Regions from separate parts of the Arachis hypogaea genome. Here region 1 is linked to region 2. Evidence: chromatin contacts called from public Hi-C data. All regions are on one chromosome and are shown on one strand. The core of a region is the stretch at or near the end of the contact, and the rest is flanking DNA. Distances in the headings are between cores, read along the strand shown.

What was found. Hi-C and Micro-C count contacts between places; a contact is called where the count stands out from the background.
Region 1: a Hi-C map of leaf shows a contact between it and region 2, with 5 times the contacts expected there. The contact joins the promoter of LOC112743908 here to the promoter of LOC112743904 in region 2. A contact is called at or near these places in 2 of 8 Hi-C or Micro-C datasets (both in leaf).

The regions. Positions count from the first base shown.
Region 1 is chr14:121,842,150-121,849,071 of arahy.Tifrunner.gnm2.J5K5, reverse strand. It overlaps LOC112743908 (ethanolamine-phosphate cytidylyltransferase), which reads left to right and starts at 2,450. Exons shown (of 9, transcript XM_025793336.2): 1 at 2,450-3,002; 2 at 3,775-4,010; 3 at 4,801-4,970; 4 at 5,767-5,838; 5 at 6,679-6,746. The coding sequence starts at 2,662.
Region 2 is chr14:121,646,501-121,653,946 of arahy.Tifrunner.gnm2.J5K5, reverse strand. It overlaps LOC112743904 (2,3-bisphosphoglycerate-independent phosphoglycerate mutase), which reads left to right and starts at 3,198. Exons shown (of 10, transcript XM_025793327.3): 1 at 3,198-3,553; 2 at 3,786-3,957; 3 at 4,311-4,438; 4 at 4,861-5,011; 5 at 5,093-5,296; 6 at 5,490-5,914; 7 at 6,017-6,209; 8 at 6,294-6,389; 9 at 7,033-7,188; 10 at 7,444-7,446. The coding sequence starts at 3,796.

The DNA of each region.
Region 1 (6,922 bases), core at 1,201-3,700, 200 kb before region 2:
TTTATAAATTTATATAAAATATAATAAAAAATTAACTGGAGTGATATTTTAAGAAATAGGAGTGATATTATTATTTTTCTATTAAAATACTAACAACTAAGAATTTGCTTTGATTGTTTTTTTAATTTAATACGTTTTTGTTGAATTTCAGAAAAAAGGAAGGAAAAAAAAACACAGTCACAAGCATTATATTTTAAGAAATGGGTTTAGTTAATTTGTATTCTAAAACATAAATTAAGATTGTTAATAATAAAATTTTTAAAATATTTTATTTCATTAAATACATAATAAGTATATTGAGAATTTAAATTTTATATGTTTTTATAATTTTTTTTAATTTATAAATTTATCATGTATCTTTAAAAATATATGTTAATTAACTAACCAAGCCCTAAAGAAATTTATTGGTGATATGTGTTTAGAAGCAACGTGGCAGTTTATTAGCCCTTATATTAGATTATTAGAGGGTTGTTTGAGTTAAAATTAAAAGCGAAAAAAAGCAGAACTTCATCTTCCATAGAAGGGAGTAACATTGAATTGAACCCCCTAAATTATATGTTGACCTAGGATATATTATTTATATTATTTAACAATACAATCTCCAACTATGCCAAACATTGTGATGTTCACCAATAAGTGAGCATTGAGGAGGCTTTCCTCTACCAAGATCTGCTTTTAGAGTATTTTAATGATTTATAATAATTTAGGGTGGATTCTACCCTACACACTAAAATAATACAGACTTTGAACCCATGTTTAAGTGGCTCAATGAAATTTAGCTATATGTCTAATTTAATCCACCTAGGTTACATATGACAATACTCTAATTTTTATTTGTTCGGTAGCATATTTTATCCCTAACTTTTTATAGACCCTAACCTAAAAATTCAATCGTACAGGTCATAGTTTTTGAGTTGTAGAACACCATATGAGAACCAACACTAAAATTTGCAATACTTTTTGGGACTTTAAATCTCAATTATAAAATCAATTAAAATTAAAATAGTTATGATAATAACATAAATTTTATTATGATAATGGTTAAATGAAAATATAGTGTCACAAAATCTTATAATAAAACACTAGTAATTAACAATATATGAAAAAAAATTTTGTTGATCATGTAGCATTGCATGCTTTTTATAAAAGATATTATGTCTTAAGTTTATACTATTGTAATGTTTGAATTTTGGGAAAAATATTAAATTGGTACATTTGTTTGGGCGTAATCCTGTTTTAGTTCTTAAAGTTTAAAGTGTTCTATTTGAATTAAAAAAAGTTTCATTTAGCTTCAATGTAGTCCAACTGAGAGGTCAAAGTTAAATCATTAATGAAATGTCTTACATAACAACAAGATCGATAATCTAGAAAATAAGTACAAGTTCCAAAGGTACAAAATCAACCGTGGATACATTTATTTATCATTCTCCTTAGTTCTATAGAAAATATTTCATTTACATTGTAAAAAAAATAATAATTAAATGTATTGAACGGTTAATTTTGTGCCTCCGGAGTTTGTACTTATTCTCCAGATTATCAATTTTGTTCTTGTATTGCTATCATGTAGGATATTTCGTTAATTATTTAACTTTGACCTCACGGTAGGACTACATTGAAACTAAATGAAACTTTTTTGAATTCAAATAGGACATTTTAAACCTTAATGATCAAAACAGGATTACGCCCAAACGTAAGAGACCAATTTAGTAGTTTATCCTTGAATTTTTGTTCTTGCACCAAAATGATATATTTTTTATGTCACTAAAAAACTATAATGAATTTTATTAAGATAACTTCACATAATAGTTTGATATTTTTGAAAATAACTTATCATAAAACTTAGACATATTAAAATGAAACTTTATAAGGATAAAAAAATACTAAATGTTTTTGAAATGTTTGAACTAATATTTTTTCTTCATAAAGTCTAAAACCAAAACTAACAATATTTAAGGACCAAAAGTATATTTCATCCAAGAATAACTTATTATTGTATCTTAAAAAGAGAATAATAAATTATTGAAAACAAAAATTAACCAAATTCATAGCACGTATAATATGATTACATGAGGACAGTCTTTTTCTCTCTTATCTTTTTTTTTGCCTTTTAAAACTTTCTAGCATATTCTGTTTAGTAATTTTGCACTAAAAAAACCTCTAGAAAGGCCCAATGAAAACTTAGTATTGTTTTTTGTCAGAGAACAATGAACCCAGTACAAAAACAAAATAAAAAGGGAACCCAATAGGATTTTTTTGGACCTAAATGGGCCAATATATAAAAGGCCCAATATTCTGCAACAGAATATAAACGTTGCTAAATGCTTCCAACCCAAGAAGAAAAACAAATCCATCTTCCCTATACCAACAAATTCGCAAACTTTATGAATTCTACAAGTCCAAAAGAAAATATGAATTCAAAAAACAGTAAAGGTTCTAACTTTATTGGTTTCACACCAAAAAGGGGAAAAAGCAGAAGCTACTAGCTTCTTTCTTTCTAAAACCAAAAACCGGATATGTTTGGCTCAGAATAAAAAATTGGCATTCCAAATTCTGTGTGGTGGCCACTTTTCTAACCTCATTTTGCACCCACCTTCCTCCCTTCGTTTTAATTTCATTTATGGGAGAAAGGAACTGAGAGAAACCAAAAGGAAAAAGAAAAAAATGGGTTCTTTTGAGGCGGTGATGATGCAGAAGAACGCAACGGCGAAGTTCATTGCAACGGTTCTGGTGGGTGGCGTGATCGTTGGTGTGTCACTGTATGGATTGCTGCAATCTTCAGAAGGGCTTCAGAAGAATCTGGAGCCTCTTGGTTTGTGGAAGAGAAGGAGGAAGAAGAAGACAATTAGGGTGTACATGGATGGATGCTTTGATATGATGCATTATGGCCATTGCAATGCTCTTAGACAGGCACGTGCTCTTGGTGATGAGCTTGTTGTTGGTGTTGTTAGCGACGATGAAATCATTGCAAATAAGGGTCCCCCTGTCACCCCTCTTGAAGAAAGGTCACAACTTTTTTCACTTTTTTCTAGGATTTTGATCTTCTTCTTGGAGCTCAATTCATGCCATGCTGATTTATCTTGTGTCATTTTTGTGTTGTGTTCTTTGTTTGATTCTAGATTTATGATATGTTTGGATTTGATTGCCTTTTTCTTATGAGAAGAATCAGGGAACCAATGTAGAATAAGTTAATCAAAATGTGGTTTTTTAGGAAAACATATGTTTAGCTATTTTTTTTATATGTATATTTTTAATGTCCATGCAGCAATTTTGGCATTATGGTATTCTGTCATCTGATACATATAGTGGAATTATCTAATGGGACAATGCTTAGTTGTAGTTGCAGAGATACTTGTAATAACAAATATATGTTTAGATATTTCTTTTAATATTCATGCAGCAATTCTAGCACTGTGTTGGCATTTGATCTATGTAGTTGAATTATCTAACAGACCGTGCTTAGTTGTAGTTGCAATGATACACTGATACTTGTTTTGGCAAATATATGTTTAGCTACTGTTTTTTTAACTTCCATGCAGAAATTTTGCATTCAGTTGTTATGTCTGTTTGATCCAAGTAGTTGAGTTGTCTTATGTGACAATGCTTAGTTATAGTTGTTATGGCATCTCTTTGTTTCTTTATTTATTTTGGCGGGGTTGTTTTTGTGTTCTGCGTTTGGATTATGAGGTTTGATCCATGTAGCTGGGGGGATAAGGCTTTGTTGTTGTTGTTGTTGTTGTTATTGTTCGGATTATGAGGTGTTGATGTGTGTTGTAGGATGATTATGGTGAATGCTGTAAAGTGGGTTGATGAGGTTATTACTGATGCTCCATATGCCATAACTGAGGAGTTCATGAAGAAGCTCTTTAATGAGTACAATATAGATTACATTATTCACGGGGACGATCCTTGTATTCTTCCTGACGGCACTGATGCTTATGCTCATGCAAAGAAAGCTGGCCGTTACAAGCAGATAAAGCGCACCGAAGGAGTTTCTAGCACTGATATCGTTGGTTAGGATTTGCTTACTTTTCTTTGTAGTATAAGACTTCCTTATTTAGTTGGCGCAATTGGGCATGCACATCTTGTTTGATATAGTTTATGGAAATTATTAAAGTGAAGTCCTTTGTCATGTTTGGTTGGCATGTGATGTTCTTGTGTTTGTTTATCACGGCTGATGATATTTTTTCCTCCCATAGCTGCTTTTGTTTTTTGTTTTTTTTTTTTCTAAAAAAAAGAACTTGAATAAGTTTTATTTTTCACTATATAAACCATATAAAGGGATGTGCCCCCTTTCATTTGGTAGTATTTTATACTGGATTTCTACTTGTTATGTTGTTGCAGTTATGGAAAATTTCTCTGGTTTAATACTTTTGTGCAATTCTCCTGAAGCTTAATATGGAATTTTGGCACAGTCAAAACCTTGTTTACAAAGAGGTGATTTGTTTGGTTATAGCAATAAGCCAACTCATCAATTGATGATATTTATTAACAGACCTTTGAGGCTTTAACATTTTGTCGTTTTCCTCCATACCGTATTTTTATTCTTTGAACTGCATTTCCGCCCTTAGAAGTTTGATATCAAAACTTTTGGCCTTTTCTCACAAAACTAGCAGTGCTTTTTGTCGGTTTTCCTTCCTATCTGGTCCAGTTGAAAGTTCCCATCCTGTGAGCATATTCAGTCTTTAGCCTGTCTTATATTTTTCCCTTGTGCTTATATTTATTTTTCAGTGTTGTCTCATAATAATTTCGTACGCTTGTGGAAAATGGAGAACTGATGTTATATAATAATTTTATACCCAGGTCGTATGCTTCTCTGTACGAGAGAAAGGTCTGCCAGTGACAACCCTAACCACTCTTCTTTACAAAGACAGTTCAGCCATGGTCATAGTCACAAATTTGAAGATCGTGGAACTCGTATTTCTCAATTTATGCCTACATCTCGTAGAATTGTTCAGTTCTCAAATGGAAGGGTATGTACATTTAATTTCAATTCCGATTTTCGACTACTTATATGCTTATTTTCAACTTCATCATCCCTTCTCTCTGTCATTTCCCAATTGTTTAGACTTTCTGAATCTTGAATCACATATTTTTGAACCCATGGTGTTGGTTTATACTTTATAAGAATGAGAGCATGTTTCCTCTTTCGTTTGTAAATCCCAATCACGGTTTGAAGCAAGAAACCGTACGCGTAATACGCGTTTGAGAATTTACCTGTTAACTAATTCATTCTTCTTTGCTAGTTTCCTGCTCAATTGATCACTTTCGAGGATTTAATTTAGCTTGTGTTGTTACACTTGTTTAATAGACTTAAGTTTTGGAAGAGCAGGAAATTGTTTCTGTTAGGAAATCAACCAACTGGATAAACCCTTGGGGGGAAAAATTTAACAATATAATTCAAGCTGGTTATTGTGAATTAAGTTAGTGGCGAATGTATGTCTCAATTGGCTGTTAATTAGGTAGCAAAGGGATTAAGGAATGACACAGGATTGAAATTAGGTATACCTGTGTCGGACAGAATTTGGATTATGGCAGAATGGGTAGGATATAATTTTAAACCTGGTGATAGCAGAAACATATTCAAGGCGCTCGAAATCTAATATCAATTTCTTAAATGTATCTACTGCTATGATTGAACCTTCACTATTAGGTTTTCTCTCCATTTCTAATATGATGTATTTCTTCCCCCGTATTGAAATAATTTTGACAAGCTGTCTTTTATCTACACCATGCTTCAGTAATATTGATTCATGCTTATTATACCAGGGCCCGGGACCTGATGCACGCATTGTATATATAGATGGAGCCTTTGATCTCTTTCATGCTGGTCATGTCGAGGTATTGTTTATATTACCTTCTCTACATAATTGCTTACCAATGCACTGTTAAATGTTATGTCTGAACATGGAGTGAAAGTTAGCTTAATTTCCTGTTTTGTTTTTGTTTTTTTTCAATTGAATATTTTGTTGCCTTTACTAAACTATTATCTTCTGATGCAATCAATATTAAAATGTTTTGACACTGATATGATACCCTTTTTGTTGTGTGCTTGCTTTTGTGACCATATATAATTGTAGCTACCACTGCACTACTACCAACTACTAGAACAACTCTAAGCGAATATATACCACTAGTCAGAGTCAGCTATATGGATTAATTGATGCCATTGGGCTCTAAGAAAATCAAAATGTCCTTTTCCGGGTGCCTCCTTAATGCATGTTATTAAATTTGGTATGGCCTGCATCTGCACCATTTACTGGTATAAATAAATAGGTAGAATAAACAATAAAACATTTCCATTTCTATTTCCATTTTTTCTTCACGAAATTCTGAAAATAGAAAACGTGAGAAATGAAAAGAGAAAATGTTTGCCCAAACTAAATAGGCCTTTAGCTTTTCATGGGGTTTATGAGTGAGTGTTTAACAATGATATAATTTTCATTTGTCTGCCTTTTTTCTTTTTTACTACATGATTGTGATGCATTTAAGAGTTGTACTATTTATTCCAGAAAAGTGTCATGAGACCACTTTCCCAAAAGCTTAAGCTATTAGATAAGAGGTACATGAATGGTTATGTATCGATTAGAAAGTTATTCATTCGTATTGTTCCAGTTACCTGTCTGTGTCAAAGTTAATGTGTGATTTTTCAGCTTGACATTGCACTTTTATGTTTGATAGATCTTGAAGCTGGCTCGGGAACTAGGAGATTTTCTTCTTGTTGGAATCCACACTGATCAGACAGTCAGGTTGTTGTCATTCATATTTTTTATTCCCCACTTTTATTTTATTTCGTAAAGATAAACTATTCAATAGTAGCATCATTTTGCATCGAATAAAAAGCTATAAATATGTATTCAACATAAAACAATCTGAGTATCTATTCTCATTGATGTTTATACTACTAATGTTTAATGTTTTACAT
Region 2 (7,446 bases), core at 1,949-4,448:
GAGATATACTGTATAAGAGTGTTTAGAAAAATCATTAACGTTAACGCAATTGGCAAAGAATTTACCGCGGCATGCACTTATTCTTTAGGCATTAGAGACATGAAATATTTTCTTAACCCCTCGTAAAGTGCCTTATGTTCCGGATTCAGTTTTGTTTAATCAAACTTGTCATAAAAAGATTCTCTACAATATTTTAATAGCAAAAAATTAGCCAAAAAGGCTTAGTTTAATTTTCTGTACACCAATGAACGGAAAATAAGCAGGAAGTGGAAAGTTTATTACCGCCGGTGTTTATGCCTAGTGCAGCTGCTACCTTGCAAGGAGTTATGTATATTTTTTCCTGGAGAGTTTTTAAACATCCCTTATACTCATCAAAGCGATCAACCAATTCTCTTAACAGGGCGTGAGAGATATTCATTTCTAGGACATGTGCCAGTGCACCAAATCCCATTTGTTCAACTATATCTCTCTTTTCTTGACTCATATTCCTAAACATTGTTGCTATTGCCTTTGTTTGGCATCTGCAATCATGAGTTTTCTACAAGTTTTGAAACAAAATGTGAGGATATATTTATAATACAAAATAGATATTATTTGAACAAAAGCAAATAAATGTATTTAATGTGCTTACGTTATAGTGTGGCTTCTCTATTTTTGTCACCATTGTGTTGTTGTCTTTTGCTGTAATAAAAAAATTTGGTTAATACTTCACTCAATACACTGAAAAGCACAAGCATGTATATCTTAATCAAATTAATTAAAATGTCCCAGCCCACCGAACCAAACCCACTTAATGCACTGAATAAAACATGATAAATAATGAATCAGCTAGACTAGTTACACTATCCACTATCTACTCACATACATTATTCATTGAACTGAATGAAAATAAGAACAAATTTAATTCAAAGCCCTAATTATACTATAAAAATGCAATCATAATAAAGCCTAAACCCTGAACACAGTAAATATCAAGTGAATGAGAATCACCCAACCCACCGAACCGAACTCAATCCATGTGGTGCATAAATGATTATAAGCTTTCAATTATGAAGAATAGTATTTTCTTCATGCAATAGAAATTAACCGAATAGAGTAAAAATCAAGTTCAAAGACCTTGTTACACTAACCACTGGACTGAATGAAAATAAGAACAAATTTGATTCAAAGCCTAGTTATACTGTAAAAATGCAATCAGAATAAAGGCTAAACCATGAACACAGTATATATCAAGTGAATGAGAATCACCAAACCCATCGGACCGAACTCAATCCATGTGGTGAATAAATGATTATAAGCTTTCAATTATGAAGAATAGTATTTCTTCATGCAATAGAAGTTAACTGAATAGAGTAACAATCAAGTTCAAAGATCAAGTTACACTAACCACTGGACTGAATGAAAATAAAAACAAATTTGATTCAAAGCCTTAGTTATACAGTAAAAATGTAATTAGAATAAAGCCTAAACATTGAACACACTAAATATCAAGTGAATGAGAATCACCCAGCCCATCGAACCGAATACAATCCATGCGGTGAATAAATCATTGTAAGCTTTCAATTATCAAGAATAGTATTTCTTCATGCAATAGAAGTTAACTGAATAGAGTAACAATCAAGTTCAAAGACCTAGTTACACTTACCACTAGACTGAATGAAAATAAGAACAAATTTGATTCAAAGCCCTAGTTATACAGTAAAAATGCAATCAGAATAAAGTCTAAACCTTGAACACAGTAAATATCAAGTGAATGAGAATCACCAAGCCCACTGAACCGAACTCAATCCATGTGGTGAATAAATGATTATAAGCTTTTAATTGTCAAGAATAGTATGTCTTCATGCAATAGAAGTTAACTGAATAGAGTAACAATCAAGTTCAAAGACCTAGTTACACTAACCACTGGACTAAATGAAAATAACAACAAATTTGATTCAAAGCCCTAGTTATACAGTAAAAATGCAATCAGAATAAAGCCTAAACATTGAACATACTAAATATCAAGTGAATGAGAATCACCCAGCCCACCGAACCGAATACAATCCATGTGGTGAATAAATCATTGTAAGCTTTCAATTATCAAGAATAGTATTTCTTCATGCAATAGAAGTTAACTGAATAGAGTAACAATCAAGTTCAAAGACCTAGTTACACTAACCACTGGACTGAATGAAAATAACAACAAATTTAATTCAAAGCCCTAGTTATATAGTAAAAATTCAATCAGAATAAAGCCTAAACCCTTAACACACTAAATATCAAGTGAACGAGAATCACCAAGCCCACCGAACCGAATACAATCTATGTGGTGAATAAATCATTATAAGCTTTCAATTATCAAAAATAGTGTTTCATAAACTTTCAATCATCAAGAATATTATTTCTCCATGCAAAAGAAGAACTGAACAGAGTAACAATCAAGTTCAAAGCCCTACTTACACTATCTACTGAATTGAATGAAAATAAGTAAAAATTTTATTAAAAGCCCTAGTTATATTGTAAAAACGCAATCAGAATACCTTGATCTACTGAACGAAGGAAATCAATCCAGTAAAACTAAAATGCAAATAGGAGAAATGCTATATTTCAAGATTTCAAATGAACAGTAGTTTTTTTTCATACCTTTGTTAGTCTCTGTTGCTGTTTTCGTTCGTTTTTGCTTGTTCGTGGCGAAATCTTATCGCGATTCTTCTCTAGTAGTGATTTTCGCAGAGAACGTGACTGAAATTTGAGTGATTTTGAGAGAAATTCGAAGAGAAGGAGTGGTTTCGTGTTGAGGAAGAAGTAACGTTTCTTCATAATGAACGTGAAATAACGAGGGGATTTTCGGCGCGTGTTTTTACACTTCATTAATGCGTGTGAATTAATTTGAGTTTGGACCAACTTGGTTATATGGATGTGTAACTAAGCCTGTTTATTTTATTAAATCAAGTTTAATTCCAATTAAACTTTAATTAAATATTTAAATATTTAAATTTTACCTCAATTCAAATTAAGTAATCGCGTGAATCTCATGAATTAAATTGAAAATTTAGTCAAATAGAAATATTTGAAGAATCAAAATTCAAACTTGTTCGAAGATCTAGTGCCACTTGAATTGAGTTATAATAGTGGCATAAACTTTTCATATTCAAAAATCAAAACTTCAAATTAAATACTTTTTTATACTATTTATTTATTATTTATTTACTCTTGTTTCTCAATTAAAATAAAGAAAAGAAAGCGAAAACATTGAGCGTGAAGAATGATGCTCAACGAGATGCTTATGCCTTGTTCCATGCCAACCTATTAACGAAGCACTAATTAGAAGACACTAGTCTCCATTTCAATTAAAATAATTAAATAAATAAATGGAAAAGTTTGTTTCTTCCATGCCACTAGTATTTATATCTAACCAATCGCATATGCAACACAGGGTTTTGCTCAGTTAGGTTAACGCATCATCCACCTCTTTTTTACAGTTACACCTAACCTCATTTGATTTCGTATCTCTTCTTTGTTTTTGCCTCCTTCCCTTACTCACTCACTCCCTCATTCTCTCACAAATCAGGTATCTCTCTTCTGTTATTCCCATCTATCTACTCGTAATCTCCATTAACATTTAATTTCATTTATTTTAATCTAATTTAATTTAATCCATAATATAAGATAGATTATGAATTGTTATTACTATTATTATTGTTGTTGTTACTGGTGGTTTCTGAAATGTTTTGGATTGATTTTATTTGATTTGGATCTGAAATTTAAAGAGAGAATGAAAAAAATTTGATTTTTTTTCTTAGTGTTAGGAATATGGGAAGCACAGATACCAAGTTTAAATTGGCTGATCACCCAAAGCTGCCAAAGGGAAAGCCAGTTGCTGTGGTGGTTTTGGATGGATGGGGTGAGGCCAACGCTGATCAGTACAACTGTATCCACACCGCTGAAACTCCAACCATGGATTCCCTCAAAAAGGTAGATATATAGATATAGATACTACATGGTATATGCACCCTTTTGTGGAATCTGAAATCTTTTTCTTTTTGCATATATTATGATATATTCATTCATATAATGATAAGATCTAAAAGATTGGTCCCCCTTTTCGGGGTGTATACGTTTGCTTGATCCACTTTCTGCTCATGTATTGTTATGATTCCTAGTTTTTTTTTACCTTGTCATTGGTAGGTGAGAGGCCTTCTCTTGATTTGAAGTTTATTTAACTGGAAATTCTGAACCGGTGTTATTGAATGTCTTGAATTTGTATGATTATTGATGAGATAGAAATGGAAATGAATGGTGGGGTTGGTTGGTTTTTGTTGTTGTAGGGTGCACCTGAAAGGTGGAGATTGGTGAGGGCTCATGGTACTGCTGTGGGACTTCCTACAGAGGATGACATGGGCAACAGTGAAGTCGGTCACAATGCTCTTGGTGCTGGCCGCATCTTTGCTCAAGGGTAAGGCTTTTTGTATTTGTGGTTAAAATTAATAGACTAATAGCAATCAGATGTTTCTTGCCATTTTATTTAACCTACTGGTTTCTTCATAAGGAATTGGTTTTCTGGAGTTTCTTTAAGACTGTTACTATTAGATTCATAGAAGCAATAAATGTTAAACGTTCTTGTTTTTTGAAAACAATTGAACTTTGCTGTCGTCGTCTATTGCCTAGTTTTCCTTTGATGGATTTTTCGGTTAATTGTATATTACTTTGACTTGGAACTCTGTATTCTTAAATATTTGGTTCATTTAGAATTTTCAGATGTTTACTTTTGGTGTTCCTTTTCTTATGTGTACTCCTTAATCCTTAGCCTTTCTTGTTAAAATGTTCTCCTAACTTGTCTGAGGATTGGGATTTTGTGGTGTTTATTGTTCATTCTAGTGCCAAGCTTGTGGACCTTGCTCTTGAATCTGGAAAAATTTATGAAGGAGAAGGCTTCAAGTACATACAGGAAAGTTTTGCCAATGGCACATTGCATCTCATTGGGTTATTGAGTGATGGTGGAGTCCATTCCCGACTTGATCAGTTGCAGGTGAGGATTGGGGGGTTGGAACATTTGTTTCTCCATGTTTGTGTGAAGTTGATCCTTTCTAACTAAGCAATTTTTCTGCAGTTGTTGCTTAAAGGTGTTAGTGAGCGAGGTGTTAAGAGAGTCCGCGTACACATTCTTACAGATGGTCGTGATGTTTTGGATGGCTCAAGTGTCGGATTTGTAGAAACTCTTGAAAATGATCTTGTCAAGTTGCGTGAGAAGGGTATTGATGCAAGAATTGCATCAGGTGGGGGTCGTATGCATGTTACAATGGATCGATATGAGGTACTGCATAACATTGCCCTTCAGTTTGGTCAAGTCAAGAATCTTTCAATACCCATATAAGATTAAAATAAAAATATTTAATAAGCCATAAGCATTTTGTATTTGTTTACAAAAAATATGCTTGACTTGCGTCTATTCTTTTTCTCTTTTTACCTTCTCTCTCTTGTACTAATGGTTTTGAAACAAACTGCAGAATGACTGGAATGTTGTGAAACGAGGGTGGGATGCTCAAGTTCTTGGCGAAGCCCCTCATAAGTTTAAAAGTGCTCTTGAAGCTGTCAAGAAACTAAGAGCAGAACCAAAAGCCAATGATCAGTACCTGCCTCCTTTTGTCATTGTTGATGATAATGGGAAGGCTGTTGGACCAATTGTTGATGGTGATGCAGTTGTTACATTCAACTTCCGGGCAGATCGTATGGTTATGATTGCCAAGTCTCTTGAATACGAAGACTTTGATAAATTTGATAGAGTCCGTTTCCCCAAGATTCGCTATGCTGGAATGCTTCAGTACGATGGTGAATTGAAGCTTCCTAGTCATTATCTTGTTTCTCCACCAGAAATTGACAGGACTTCTGGTGAATTCTTGGTGCATAATGGTGTTAGGACTTTTGCATGCAGGTGAGCTGTGACTACTTTAAATATTAATAAACCACTATTCAGAAGTTTGGATTTAGCTTTAAATATAATCGTGTTGACTTGTTTGAATTTCCTCTTCAACAGCGAGACTGTTAAATTTGGTCATGTCACATTCTTCTGGAATGGAAACCGCTCTGGCTATTTTAATCGACAACTGGAGGAATATGTGGAAATTCCTAGTGACATTGGGATTACATTCAATGTACAACCAAAAATGAAGGCACTGGAGATTGCTGAAAAGGCTAGGGATGCCATTCTTAGTCGGAAATTTGATCAGGTAAACGATGAATCATCAAGTGACTCAGATATATTGCGATGTTATTAAACTTCCACTTATTCTTCTATCTTATGTGTTGCACAGATCCGTGTCAACCTTCCAAATGGTGACATGGTGGGGCATACAGGTGATATTGAAGCGACAGTTGTGGCTTGCAAGGCTGCTGATGAAGCAGTGAAGGTACGCACGACGATTAATTTTCAAATTTTGCTGGACAAATTTTGCTGGAGCACTTTTGTAAATACAGCTTGTTATTTGTTTTTGTACCCTCTGCTGGAAATTTGAGAACTCCATGTTTACTATATAGGGCTTTTAGTATCGCGATTAAAATTGGCACAACAGTGTTTTTGGTAAGAGCTATTCATGTGAGAAAAGTATATTCTGTCTATTTCTCTCTTAAAATGGCAAGGCCATGTTCAATATCAAATTTCATTATCCAATTTTGTTCTGTTTCTTTGGCATATTATTTGGTCAACTGAAGGGAAGCAGGTGAGCTGTCCCTAATTCCCACACCGCCACTATAAATGTCACTGTACCACAATAGACATTAAGGGTATGATCGGCTGTGGGGTAAATATTGGGTCGGAATTTCATGGATGAGTTAGAGGTGTAAAATTGCACATGGAGTTAGTCCATGACTGGTTAACTGATTCTGTCTTCAGGAATACTTCTTTTGTTGCATTTAGTTTTTAATATGCTAGTGCTGAATAGGTAATTACTGCAAGAAATAAATTTGTGCTAAAAGGAGAAAGAACAAGATAGTTGTGAAGACGAGTAGTTAATCAGTTGTATTAATTAATGTGTATGTGCATTTGTTATGCAGATGATTCTTGATGCAATTGAACAAGTAGGTGGAATTTATGTCGTCACTGCTGACCATGGCAATGCAGAGGACATGGTCAAGAGAGACAAATCGGGAAAGCCTCTTCTTGACAAGGAGGGAAAGATTCAGATTCTTACTTCACATACCCTTCAGCCGGTAAGTCATGCAAATTCTAGCTGGTCCATTCTCCGCTTTACATGAGTAGTGAATTTGTTGAATATCTAGCTAATTTTTGTCAGGTAATAAGGCAGAGATTCATTGTTTAATGTTAATCACAACCTAAACAGATGTCTAAAAATATAGGCATCCATGTTAAAAACAGCGAGTAATGATATAGCCTCTTAAAAACATTCCTATGTCAAGGTTAATTTTGGTTCTAACTTTCTAATTACTTCTGCCTTGCTTGTTAAGGTG